3 separate regions of the Mus musculus genome follow, and all the other regions are linked to region 3. The links are chromatin contacts, called in public Hi-C and HiChIP or PLAC-seq maps. All regions are on one chromosome and are shown on one strand. The core of a region is the stretch at or near the end of the contact, and the rest is flanking DNA. Distances in the headings are between cores, read along the strand shown. Region 1 holds the start of Dnajb2 (DnaJ heat shock protein family (Hsp40) member B2). Region 2 holds the start of Cxcr1 (chemokine (C-X-C motif) receptor 1). Region 3 holds the start of Cyp27a1 (cytochrome P450, family 27, subfamily a, polypeptide 1).

What was found. A called contact is a pair of places that touch in the nucleus more often than the background predicts. HiChIP or PLAC-seq counts read pairs in DNA pulled down with a chosen protein or histone mark.
Region 1: a Hi-C map of liver shows a contact between it and region 3, with 2.1 times the contacts expected there. The contact joins the promoter of Dnajb2 here to the promoter of Cyp27a1 in region 3. A contact is called at or near these places in 2 of 39 promoter capture datasets (cranial neural crest and liver), 1 of 484 Hi-C or Micro-C datasets (liver) and 2 of 115 datasets of contacts at active chromatin or transcription factors (bone marrow-derived macrophages and pancreatic cancer cells).
Region 2: an H3K27ac HiChIP or PLAC-seq map of hepatocytes shows a contact between it and region 3, with 3 times the contacts expected there. The contact joins the promoter of Cxcr1 here to the promoter of Cyp27a1 in region 3. A contact is called at or near these places in 2 of 115 datasets of contacts at active chromatin or transcription factors (hepatocytes and pancreatic cancer cells).

What each region holds. Positions count from the first base shown.
Region 1 is chr1:75,234,711-75,238,448 of GRCm38.p6, forward strand. It overlaps Dnajb2 (DnaJ heat shock protein family (Hsp40) member B2), which reads left to right and starts at 1,713. Exons shown (of 9, transcript NM_001159883.1): 1 at 1,713-1,879; 2 at 2,142-2,238; 3 at 2,745-2,854. The coding sequence starts at 2,174.
Region 2 is chr1:74,192,671-74,196,554 of GRCm38.p6, forward strand. Cxcr1 (chemokine (C-X-C motif) receptor 1) reads right to left here and starts at 1,961. Exons shown (of 2, transcript NM_178241.4): 1 at 1,922-1,961; 2 at 1-199. The coding sequence starts at 191.
Region 3 is chr1:74,711,554-74,715,089 of GRCm38.p6, forward strand. It overlaps Cyp27a1 (cytochrome P450, family 27, subfamily a, polypeptide 1), which reads left to right and starts at 1,982. Exons shown (of 9, transcript NM_024264.5): 1 at 1,982-2,338. The coding sequence starts at 2,078.

The DNA of each region.
Region 1 (3,738 bases), core at 463-2,962, 520 kb after region 3:
AATGCAGGGCTGGCAGCCAAACCTCAAACAGCAGTGACAAAGGAGGTCTGGCAGCTCTGTCCCCTCCCTCCCGACAGTGATCATCTGTCCTCAGCACGGGGACAGACACTTCCTCCTCCAGGCACAAGAGGCCGCTGAAGGACCCACAGCAACCTGCACTACACAGAAGCAAATTCTTAGCCACCTTCACCTTCATCTCTCTTTCTCTATTCAGATTTGAAGTCCCACTTAGTCGTGACTTCTCATTGGCAGAACTCATCTTGTGCCTGCACCCTTAGATCAGGGAAGCAAGAGCCTCAAAGTTCTGTGGTAGATACTTCATCTCTTATTAAGGCTGAAACAACCAAAATTCCCCAAGTGTAGGTAGGAAGTCTCTAGATGTAGGCAGGAGTTCAGAAGGTGGGGAGACAGGAAAAGGGGACAAAATGACGGCAGCCTTCCCTTGGTTGGTGCTCAAGCTGTTGCTTTGATGAGATGTCCCCAGGTCACCTGTCCTGAAACACTGACTGGACTCATACAACCATTCCTGCTTGGGTCATGTGTGACACCAGAAAGCATTATGCTAATAACAGCTTCCATAAACCATGCTTCATTTGACTTCTAACAACTCTAGGTGTTACCTATACTTAAGGGGGAAAACAGGCCTTGGATGTTCCCAAGTCACACAGCAGCATCCGGTTGCAAGGCCAGGTCTCCCTGCTCTCAGAGTTCTGAGTTTCCCAGTGGGTTCTGCTGATAGGCTGTGTGTGTGTGTGTGTGTGTGTGTGTGTGTGTGTGTGTGTGACATCCCATGCCATTTTTTATCCCTCCCCCAGTGCTGGGAATTGAGGCTAAGTAAGGTCTGGCGGCTGCTGGGCAAGCACTCTACCCCTAAGCTATCCCCATAGCTTTACATTCTTAGTACCTTCTGGCAGCATCTACTAAGAAAACAGTACACTAATGTCTAGGAATTGGCCAGATGGAATAAAACAAGACCCACTTCTGGAAGGTTCCCTTTTCCTGAGATCTGAATCCAGAAATCATTCTGAGGCTAAATAGATCTACTTACGATCAGCTGTGGAAGAGAAACGTTGAGTCTACTAATTTCCTCATACTAGGCTCTTCTACCTCACCCTTTCTAGGTCAAAAATGTTAAAAGTCTTCCAAGTGTTATTCGGCTGTCCAACTGATACGTTTCAATTCTGACTAAAGACTAAGGGGATGACGAACGAAGGAGGACACAATTCTTACCTTGTATAATTTACATTCTACTGGGGGAGATAGATGATCATCAAATAAATGTTAATTTGTGGCTCTGACAGTGTGGAGAAGAAAATGCCACGAGACTCTATAAAAAGCAGGTCTGACCTACTCAGGGGAGCCAGGGCAGCCTCTTTTGAAGACTTAGCACTGGAGCTAAGCTATGAAGAAGGGTTAGGCCCAGAGGAGACTCGGTGAGTCTTGGAGGTGATGGCCTGGGGGAAGTACTCAGGGATCGTGAAGCACTTTTAGAGGCCAGCGACAGGACAGGGGACCCGCACCTAGCTTGCGGACCGCCCCTCTGCCTGTGTTTGAGAGACTGCGTCATAGCTGGAAAGATATAGCCGACTTCAGCCTCCTAAGTCCCACCTGGGAATGACGTCGCCTGGGTGAAAAACTAAAATAAACGGCTCCGCCCTCATCTCCCAGCAGCCCCTGCAGCGCCCCCGCCCCCCCCGCCCCCGCCCCCTCGTGTGACCGGCCGAGCCGGCCCTCTGAGTCTCTAGTAGTTTCCAGGGCGCTGACGCATGCTTGCGCACACAACCCAGCCTGGCGTGTCGTACGCAGTGGCCGCGAGCCGGGCAGCGGGTGCTAGGCGGTTCCCCTGCGGGGGGCAGGGGCGGGACTCCCGGCAGAGGAGGTGCGGTCCCAGCTGGGTCAGGTTGGGGGTTCAGATCGGGTTACTAGACTTAGGGGGTTCGGGTAGGGCTCCCCACTCCTGCCGTGAGATAGCCCTGGGCACCGGCCTGCGGGACCAGATAAAGGCTGCGAAGGAGCCTAGTCACTGGCCGCAGGCGTGGCTCCCCGGCCCGATTCCACCTCGAAGTGTCGCCTGCCTGCCCGGGGTTGCGGCCGCACGGAGCTGCGGTGCCTCTGTCGGCCTGACCCCTTCTCTCCCGCAGCCTGGAGGAGGGACGTCTGACGCTGAGTTGCCATGGCATCCTACTACGAGATTCTAGACGTACCGCGGAGTGCGTCCCCTGATGACATCAAGAAGGCGTAAGTGCCTCGGCTGTGTTACAGAAAGGCTCTGACCCTTGTTCCCCGCCCCCCTGAGTGCCAGGGGCCCTTTAGAGGTCTGGCTGAAGGGAGGAAGGAGACCCTTGGGAAAGTACGAAGACCAAGTCCAGCCAGGGAAGAAGAGCTGACCTTCTTTAGCGTCCTCTATACACCCAGCTCCCCTCTCCTCCAGCTCCTACATGTGGGCTTGCCCAGGTTGCAGTGCTAAAATGCCCAGGCTATGAGACAGGACAGTGTCTCCACTCTCCCTGTGGCTATAGATAGCTCTATCAAAAGAACCCCAAGAAAGGGCTTATGGCAGGGACTTTCCTTTTTACTCATATCCCTGGCACACCACAGGGAGAGAAACCCCTGAATACAGGCTGCAGTCGTGAGGTATTCTGGGATCGGGGCAGTGAAAGGGTGTTGGACTAAGCAAAAAGGGTAGTCGGTGGGCAAAGCCTACATCAGTCTCCTGACCCTCCCTCTGCACTCACTTCCTGCAGGTACCGAAAGAAGGCTCTGCAGTGGCACCCAGACAAGAACCCGGATAATAAAGAATTTGCTGAAAAAAAATTTAAGGAGGTGGCAGAGGCCTATGAAGTACTATCTGACAGTAAGGCTTGGGGTCCTGCAGGGACCGGCATGTCCCCCTGCTTCCATTCATTCTTGGTACTCCTTCCTAAAGCCACGCCTCCATCCCGTCTCCTCCATGATTTTATTTTAGATAGTGTTTAATCGCCTCCATGTTATGTCTGTCTAGCAGGGTCTGAAGAGCAATTTGGGTCCTGATCGGGGAAGGTCATAGCTTTCCTGCCAGGCCAGCTTATCACCCCCATTTTGTAGGCTAGTAAACTGAGGCTGAGAGAGATGAAATAATTTGCCCATTTCTTGAGCCAGAATATGAATCCAGGTCTGATGGGTGATTTTTTTTTTTCCTCTGTGCTTGAGTATGCCTAGGGCATTGCACATGCTAAAGCAAGTTTTCTACTGTCAAGCCATGATTCCAGACCCAGGTCATTCACTCATTCATTTATTCATTCATTTAGAAAACAGTCTGACTAGACATGGCTATAATTCCAGCACTCAGGAGGTAAGGTAATGCAGGAGGATTTTAAGGTCAAAGGTCCTGTTTCAATAAGTAAACAAACTTCAAAACAACAACCACTAGTTGAGGCTGTAACTTTGTCAGTAGAGTGCTTTGGTAACATACACAAGGCCCTATGTATGATCCCTAGCCCCGCATAAACTTGGCGTGGTGGCGCATGCCTGTAATCCTAGCGACACAAGATGGAGGCAGGAGGATCGAAAGTTCAAGGTCTTCCTTGGCCACATATCAAACTCATGACCATCCTGGGCTACATGAATAGTATCTTTTTTTTTTTTTTTTGAGACAGGGTTTCTCCGTATAGTCCTGGCTATCCTGGAGCTCACTTTGTAGACCAGGTTGGCCTCGAACTCAGAAATCTGCCTGCCTCTGTCTCCCAAGTGCTGGGATTA
Region 2 (3,884 bases), core at 711-3,210, 520 kb before region 3:
AGCGAGTTTCCCAGCAAGCTCAGAAGGGACACCAGTGCATAAAAGACAACTAAAGCCTGCCTGTTGGTTATTGGAACTCTCTTACAGGGGATGAAATAATCTCCAGTGGGCAGCATTCCCGTGATATTTCCAAATTCTTTCTCAAAGTCACCCTCAGGATTAGTCCAGATGAAATATTCAGCCTCGGCCATTGTTTGATCTAGGTGAAAGGTAAGAAAGAGAGATAAGATTTAGTAACCAAATTCAAGTGTTGTGAGTGTTGAGGGGGTAGTATTGGCTTCTCTGTTGCCTTGACAACCAAAGTTCACCCCCTTTGCCTTCAACTTGAACTTTGGTAGGTTAGCTTCCTAATGCTGTCAAAGTCCTTGGACAGTCAGTCTGAGTATAGAATAAAACCCATGGGAGATACCTTTGCCTTCAGTTGGCTCTACAGTTCTCAACTCTATGCCCAGCTCTTCCTTGTCTCCTCTTAACCATCTTTGTCCTCAGCCACGCCCCTGGGTTCAGATACAGTCACCAGGTTGTTCTTACACTCAGGGAAGAGCCAGCACACAGCAAACGGAAGGAGGCAAGGTGTATCTGGGCGTCCCCTCCAACCTTATGTCTTATATATGCCCCCTCATTATTGTTTGCAATTTTTGTAAAGACATATTATTTTTCATTGCTTTTATTTATGTATAAGTGCATATGAACTTGTCTGTGTGTCTATATGTAGAGGTCAGAAGAAGGCATCTGATCCCTTGGAACTGGAGCTACCAGGAGTAGCGAGCTGCCCAAAGTGGGTCCTAGGAACCAAATCCTCAGGAGCACTCCATGCTCCTAACCACTGAGCTATCTCCCCAGCCCCTTGTTTGCCTTTCTTAAAACCTACCTGGAGAAAGAGGTGATAACTTCAGATTACATTACACTGTACTCTGCGCCTTGTCTTCTGATGAGATTGTCTCCAGCTTTCACAGTTGTAAACATCGCGTCAAAAGCACACAGAAGAGGCCAAAGCAATGATTCAGTGAGGTGCCTGCGTGCTGCCAAGCCGAAAACCTGAACTTGATCCCCAGAGCCCACATGGTAGAAGGAAAGAACTACCTCATGTAGGTTATTCTCTGGCCTCCACACCTAAGCTCACACACACATTAAGCGTGAAATAGAAAAATTTTAAATGCATGTCAAGGGTTGGTGAGATACCTCGGCAGAGCTTGTCACACAAGCCTGACACCTTGAGTTTGCTCCCAGAATCTATGATGGAAGAAGGAAACCAGCTCCTTAAAATTGTCCTCTAGCCTCTGGCCTCTGTATATAGTCCTGCACACTTGCACACACACACACACACACACACACACACACACACACACACTTGAGACATGAGAACACGTGTGCACCTCTACCCAACACCAGGGCTCTGTAATCTGGAAGTATTTAGAAGTTAACTGAGTTTAAGATGAGGATACAGTTACCTAATGCCCACTCTCAATGGCTACCTTACCTGGGGCCTTTAATCCCCAAAGATTTCCACTTATCAACTGCAGATTGTGGGAAGATAGGGAGCTCTCCCAGCTTCCAGGCCTTGGATTCTATGGCAAGGGCAACCACATCCCTACCCCTTGGGATGCTCTCTCAGTGCCAGAGTTTGCATCTTCACAGAAGATGAAGGTTAGAGAGAAGCAATCAACACTGAGCCAGGAAACTGTTCACTGCAGCCACATAACAGGAAAGCAATAAAAAGCAATGGCTGAGGGGAGGGGGGCTGTGACCGTAAGCACCTAGGAAGTCAGAGTTGCGTACCTAGACACAGTGAGGGGACAAGAAACCATTTATCAGAAATCCCTTAGTCCCACAGAAACCAGTGTGTTTTCTAAAATAAAGTTGGACCAAGCCTTCCTACCCCAACATGTGGACTGACACACAGCTGACACAGGCGTCCTACCTGAGGCACCAGCTGGGTCCGTTCCTTGTGTGCGGGAGGAGCCTGCAGCTCAGGAAACAGAATGATCAAACAACCGAAGGGACTGGATGAATAAAAGAAAGAGGGAGAAACCACACCTCCCCCTAGAGCCCCGCCCACATCTGCATTTGGGTACAGATGAAGTCATGGGGCCCGGCAGTATCAGAGATTCTGAGTTCCGTAGGCTTAGCAGGGTGACCCTGCAGTTAAGGGTGTTCTCTCTAACTCCTTCCCTCCATAGATGATCACTTCTACCATCTTCAGTTTCTTGAATTTACCTGCACGTGCCACCCCTAAGTTTCCTAATAGATTACCTTGAGAAGTTTCTAACTTCCCAAGGGGAATAAGAAAGGGGGCAGTACAGACTTCCTATAACAGAAGTTTCAGAAGTCCACGGTGGGAAAGACTTAGGGAGTCTAAAGGAGAACTTAGCGGAAAGCTGGTGGTAGGGTCTACACTTAAGCTGTGTTTGGACAGCACGCAGACATTTATGTTGGTGCTGGAATAGAACCCAGGACCCAGTGCATGCTGGGACAAGTATCCTACCGCTGAGCTACACCTGCAACCCCAATGCTTGCTGTTTTGTTTTGTTTTGTTTTGTTTTGTTTTGAGACAGAGTCTCTCATAGCCCATGCTGACCTTAAGTCCATAAACCTTCATCTCTCTCCCAAATATTGGCATTACAAGTATACACCACTATGCCCAGCTATAAGCACGCCATTTTCACTTATATTTATAGGCATCTTTAGGGTCATGTGGTAGAGATTTTGGAAGGAAAACCTTTCCTTTACACTCTCTTTTACTTCCAATTATTGCTTGGTTACAGTAGAGCTGAGGTTTGGGGCATGGCCACTCCTTCCCTGAAGTCTATCAGAAGATCATGAGGGCTGGGAAAACAGTGAAAGACCATCTGGGGGTGATGCCATTACTGCTCCCCATTTGGTACTGAAGGACAGCTTCTTTAGGAAGCTGCCTGAGAAGTCCCTGAGCAACTCACAGCTGACCCCTGACTTTATTCCTAGGGTTCAGTGGACTGGTTAGTTTGAACTATCAACTAAACACAACCTAGAGTCATCTGAGAAGGGAATCCCAATTGAGGGATTTCTCAGATCAGACAGGCCTGTGGGCATATCTGTGGAAGATTGTCTTGATCTCTAATTGATGTAGGAGGGCCCAGCCCACTGTGGGAGGCACCATCCCCAAGCAGGTGGCCCTGGTCTGTATAAGAAAACTTGGTAGGGATGGAAAAATGGCTGACTGGGTTAAGAGCACAGACTGTGGGCTGGAGAGATGGCTCGGCAGTTAAGAGCACTGACTGTTCTTCCAATTCCCAGTTCAATTCCCAGCAACCAGATGATGGCTCACAGCCATCTGTAATGGGATCCGATGTCCTCTTCTGGTGTGTCTGAAGACAGCGACAGTGTGCTCATAAACATTATACAAACAAATAAAAGAACATGGCCTGCTCTTCTGGAGGACTCAAGGTTGGTCCCCAACATCCACATGGTAGCTTCAAAAGGTCTGTAGCTCCAGTCTCAGGGGAAATCTGATGCCCTCTGCTGGCTTCTGAGGGCAGCACATGCACACGGTGCTCAGATGTCCGTGCAGGCACAACACCCACGTACACAAAATTGCCTATTCTATGCATGTCAAGATGAACTTTTCCTGCAAGTGGTTTACAAAGAATTGCGTTTAAAATTTAACATTTTCACGCTTATTGCCTGTTATAATTTTATGCTTATAATTCCCACGGTAAAAATGCCCTCTATTATCTTGTGTACATTTCAATACCATAATCCTTCTTTTCCAAATAAAAATGAAACCTTCAGTTTCAGAAACTAAAGAATGTTTAATGAAAGCCAGCCAGCCACGGCCCTGTGAGTGAGCCAACAAGAAGTGTTCCTCTGTGGTTTCTGCCTCAAACCCCTGTTCAAGATCCTGCCCT
Region 3 (3,536 bases), core at 732-3,231:
TCTTTTTGATTTCTACATTTCCTGATTAAATCATCACTGAGCCTCTGCTTGTTTCTTATTGCCTCTGGGACAGGGTCTCATGTAATGTCTGTGGGCCTCAGAACTCACTGTGTGGCTGACGATACCGGGGATTAAGCACAGGACTCCATCATACTAGGGACGTTCTCTTCCACCGAACCATATCCCCAGTCCCTGTGATGCATTTGCATTTGCACGAGTCTTCATTTTCATTAAAAAATAAAATCAGATTTATTCATTTTAATCTTACGTAATTTTTTTTCCTTGCATGTATGTATGTGAACTATGTGCATGTTTGGTTGCCATGGAAATTGGAAGAGGACAGCTGATCCCTGGAGTTATGGATGGTTGTGAACCACCTGTGTCTACCTGTCCATTCAGCATACAGGTGGTGGGACTCAAACCCAAGTCCTCTACAACAGCCACAAGTGCTCTGAGCCACATCTATAGCCCTGTGTTTTTAACTTTATGAAAACTACACTTCTAGCCAGGCATGGTGGGACACACTTTTTTTTTTTAAAAAAGATTTATTGATTGATTGATTGACTTATTATATGTAAGTACACTGCAGCTGTCTTCAGACGCACCAGAAGAGGGCATCAGATCTCATTATGGGTGGCTGTGAGCCACCATGTGGTTGCTGGGACCTTCGGAAGAGCAGTTGGGTGCTCTCACCCACTGAGTCATCTCACCAGCCCGGTGGTACACACTTTTAATTCCAGCACTTAGAGACAGAAGCAGGCAGGTCTCTTGAGTTCCAGCCTGGTCTACAGAACAAGGTCCAGGACAGTTGGAGCTACACAGAGAAACCCTGTCTCAAACCAACCAAACAACCCAACAACAACAAAAGAAAACGAAACTTCCAATATACATAAAACAGTTCATGAAACAACACTTGGTTATTTTTCCCCCTTTGGGGCAAATTTTCTGTCCCATTTTATTCTTTTTGCTTTATTGGAATAGTCTGAAGCCAGGCCATGTAGGTAGGCAGTCCTTTTTAAAAATACAAATTTAAAAACTTATGGTATGTGTATGGGTGTGTTTCCTGCATATTGTCTGTGTGCCACTTGCATGCTTGGTGCACACAGAGGGGTTTCGGAGGCTGTGAACTTCCCCTCTGGAAGAGCAGCCATCTCTTCAGCCCTTCCTCTTTTTAAAAAATTGTTGTTATTAGTTTAGTTTTTTTGTTTTTTGTTTTTTGTTTTTTGTTTTTTGAGACAGAGTTTGATTATCTACCTCTAGCTGACCTGGAACTTGCTATGTAGACCAGGCTGACCTGGGACTCACAGAGTTCACTTGCCTCTGCCTCACAAATGCTGAAATTAGAGGCTTGCGCAACCATAACTGGTTCAAAATCCTTAATGCCTGCACTCTGGAGGTTGGGGCAGGAAGGTGGAGGATTGAGCCCAGCCTGGCCTACACGTCTTCAAACAAAACAAAACGGGAAAAAGAAAACAAAATCAAATCCCCAAATCTGTTCTCAAAAGCAGAAATGATACTCTTAAAAAAAAAAAATCCCTAATACCGCAATTTGTTTTGTTTTTCCTCCTCTCTGGGCCTCACGTGACTGCTGTCCCAGGTCCACAATCAGCTTCAGCCTCTGGGGAACAGCAGCGCGTTCCCGGGCCATCTGGAAAGTGAGGGACACCAGAGATGGCGCTCTGCAGGTCAAGCAAAGGCAAGCCTAGCTGGGTGGGGCCTGAGGGACTTGGAAGTTGACTGCTGTGCTCCATCTCACGACTGAGAGCCAGCGAAGTTCTTGAGAGTCCGTGGATGAGGAGGCTGCTAACTCCAGAGAGCTCCCTAGTTCATCTTGTCCACCTCTGCCTGCCTTCTTAGTAGAGGTCTTGCAGCTGGAGAAGGCGGCGTTTGTGTGTTCAGGACAGATCCTGATTGGAAGGGGTTATGAAAGGATCTGGCTAGTCCTCTATTGGCCCGCCCCGGGACCACCTCTGCCTTTAAAGTCGCCAGGTCGCAAAGCCCGAGTTCTGTCTGCCTCCTTGCCTGGATAGGGCTCATAGTCTCTGGATCTAAACTCTTGGCTTCTCGGGCACGATCCATGGCTGCGTGGAGCCGCACGAGGCTGAGATGGACGCTCCTGGACCCGCGTGTGGTGGGCCGTGGCCTCTGCCCACAAGGGGCCAGAGCCAAGGCCACGATCCCTGCAGCCCTCCAGGCACAGGAGAGTACGGAGGGTCCAGGAACAGGTCAAGACCGGCCGCGCCTGCGGAGTCCGGCGGAGCTTCCGGGGACCGGAACGCTACAATTTTTATTCCAGCTATTTCTACAAGGCTATGTGCTGCACTTGCCCGACCTCCAGGTAACCATCGGACAGAGGCATCGCCACCTGGGTCTGGGCACTGGGACAGAAAAAGAAGCTGGCTATGGGAGAGAAGAGGGATAAACAGTAAATAGAACTTAGCTCGCCACTGTCTGAGGCTCGAGCCATAAACTGGAAGGGCATGCAGGGTGCAGAGAGAATCCTTTGAGCTAAAACAGGCGATGGGTGTCACCGATCAAGAGATCATCATCAATGTGGTGGGCACAAGTTGGGAAAGGAAGAGGTTGCGTTGGGAGAGAATGACTCATGCTAGTGTATACAGTGCCCGGTGTTGGGGGAACCCTGTTACTTCAGAGATGCCATTCCCCTCCTGCTTCTTCCAAAGGAGTTAACTTTGGAAGCTACTTTGCAATCTGTAGGACACATTTGTCCACAGAAGAAAAAAACAAAAAACAAAAAAAGATTGCTTCTCAGGGAGTGAAAGAAAACACATTAGGGAGCAGGCAAAGGAATTTCTGATGTAATTGCACCTCGACACCCTGCCAGACGGAGAGGAGGGTGAGGATGGGGACAGAGAAAGAGAAATCCAGCAGCCAGGAAAGTTTGTCTGTGTAGCTATCCCTGTCAGACTCAGGAGGTACTGAGAGATGATTTAAAATAACAAAGCAAAACAAACCATTCCCTGGGACTGGAGAGAGGGCTCCATGGTTAGGAGGACATCTCTCTTTTCCAGAGGACCTGAGTCAGTCAGCACCCTTGTCAGTCAGTTTACAACCACCCAGGGGAATCTGATGTCTCTGCCCTTCCAGGACCATGCACTCATGAGCACATACCTGCTGACACACACGTGCATAGTTAAAAAGAATACAAATTGTAAGCAAGCAAGCAAGCAAGCAAGCAAGCAAGCAAGCAAGCAAGCAAGCAAGCAGGAAGCCTGGCATGGTGGCGCAACACTTACCTTTAATCCCAGAAATCAGGAGGGAGAGGCATTAGAATCTGTATAAATTACAGGCTAGCCCATGCTACATAGGCTAGCCAGTGCTACATAGTGAGAACAGAAGGGAGGGGGGAGGGAGGAAGGGAGGGAGAGAGGGTAGAGGGAGAGAGGGAGAGAGACGACAGAGATAGAGAGACACACACAAAGAGAGAGGGAATATGAGCTATTTCCTGCAGACCTGATAATCTCTAGGCCAAGAAACAAAGGAGTTGAAAGGTCCTCTAAGTTCTCTAGCTTGAT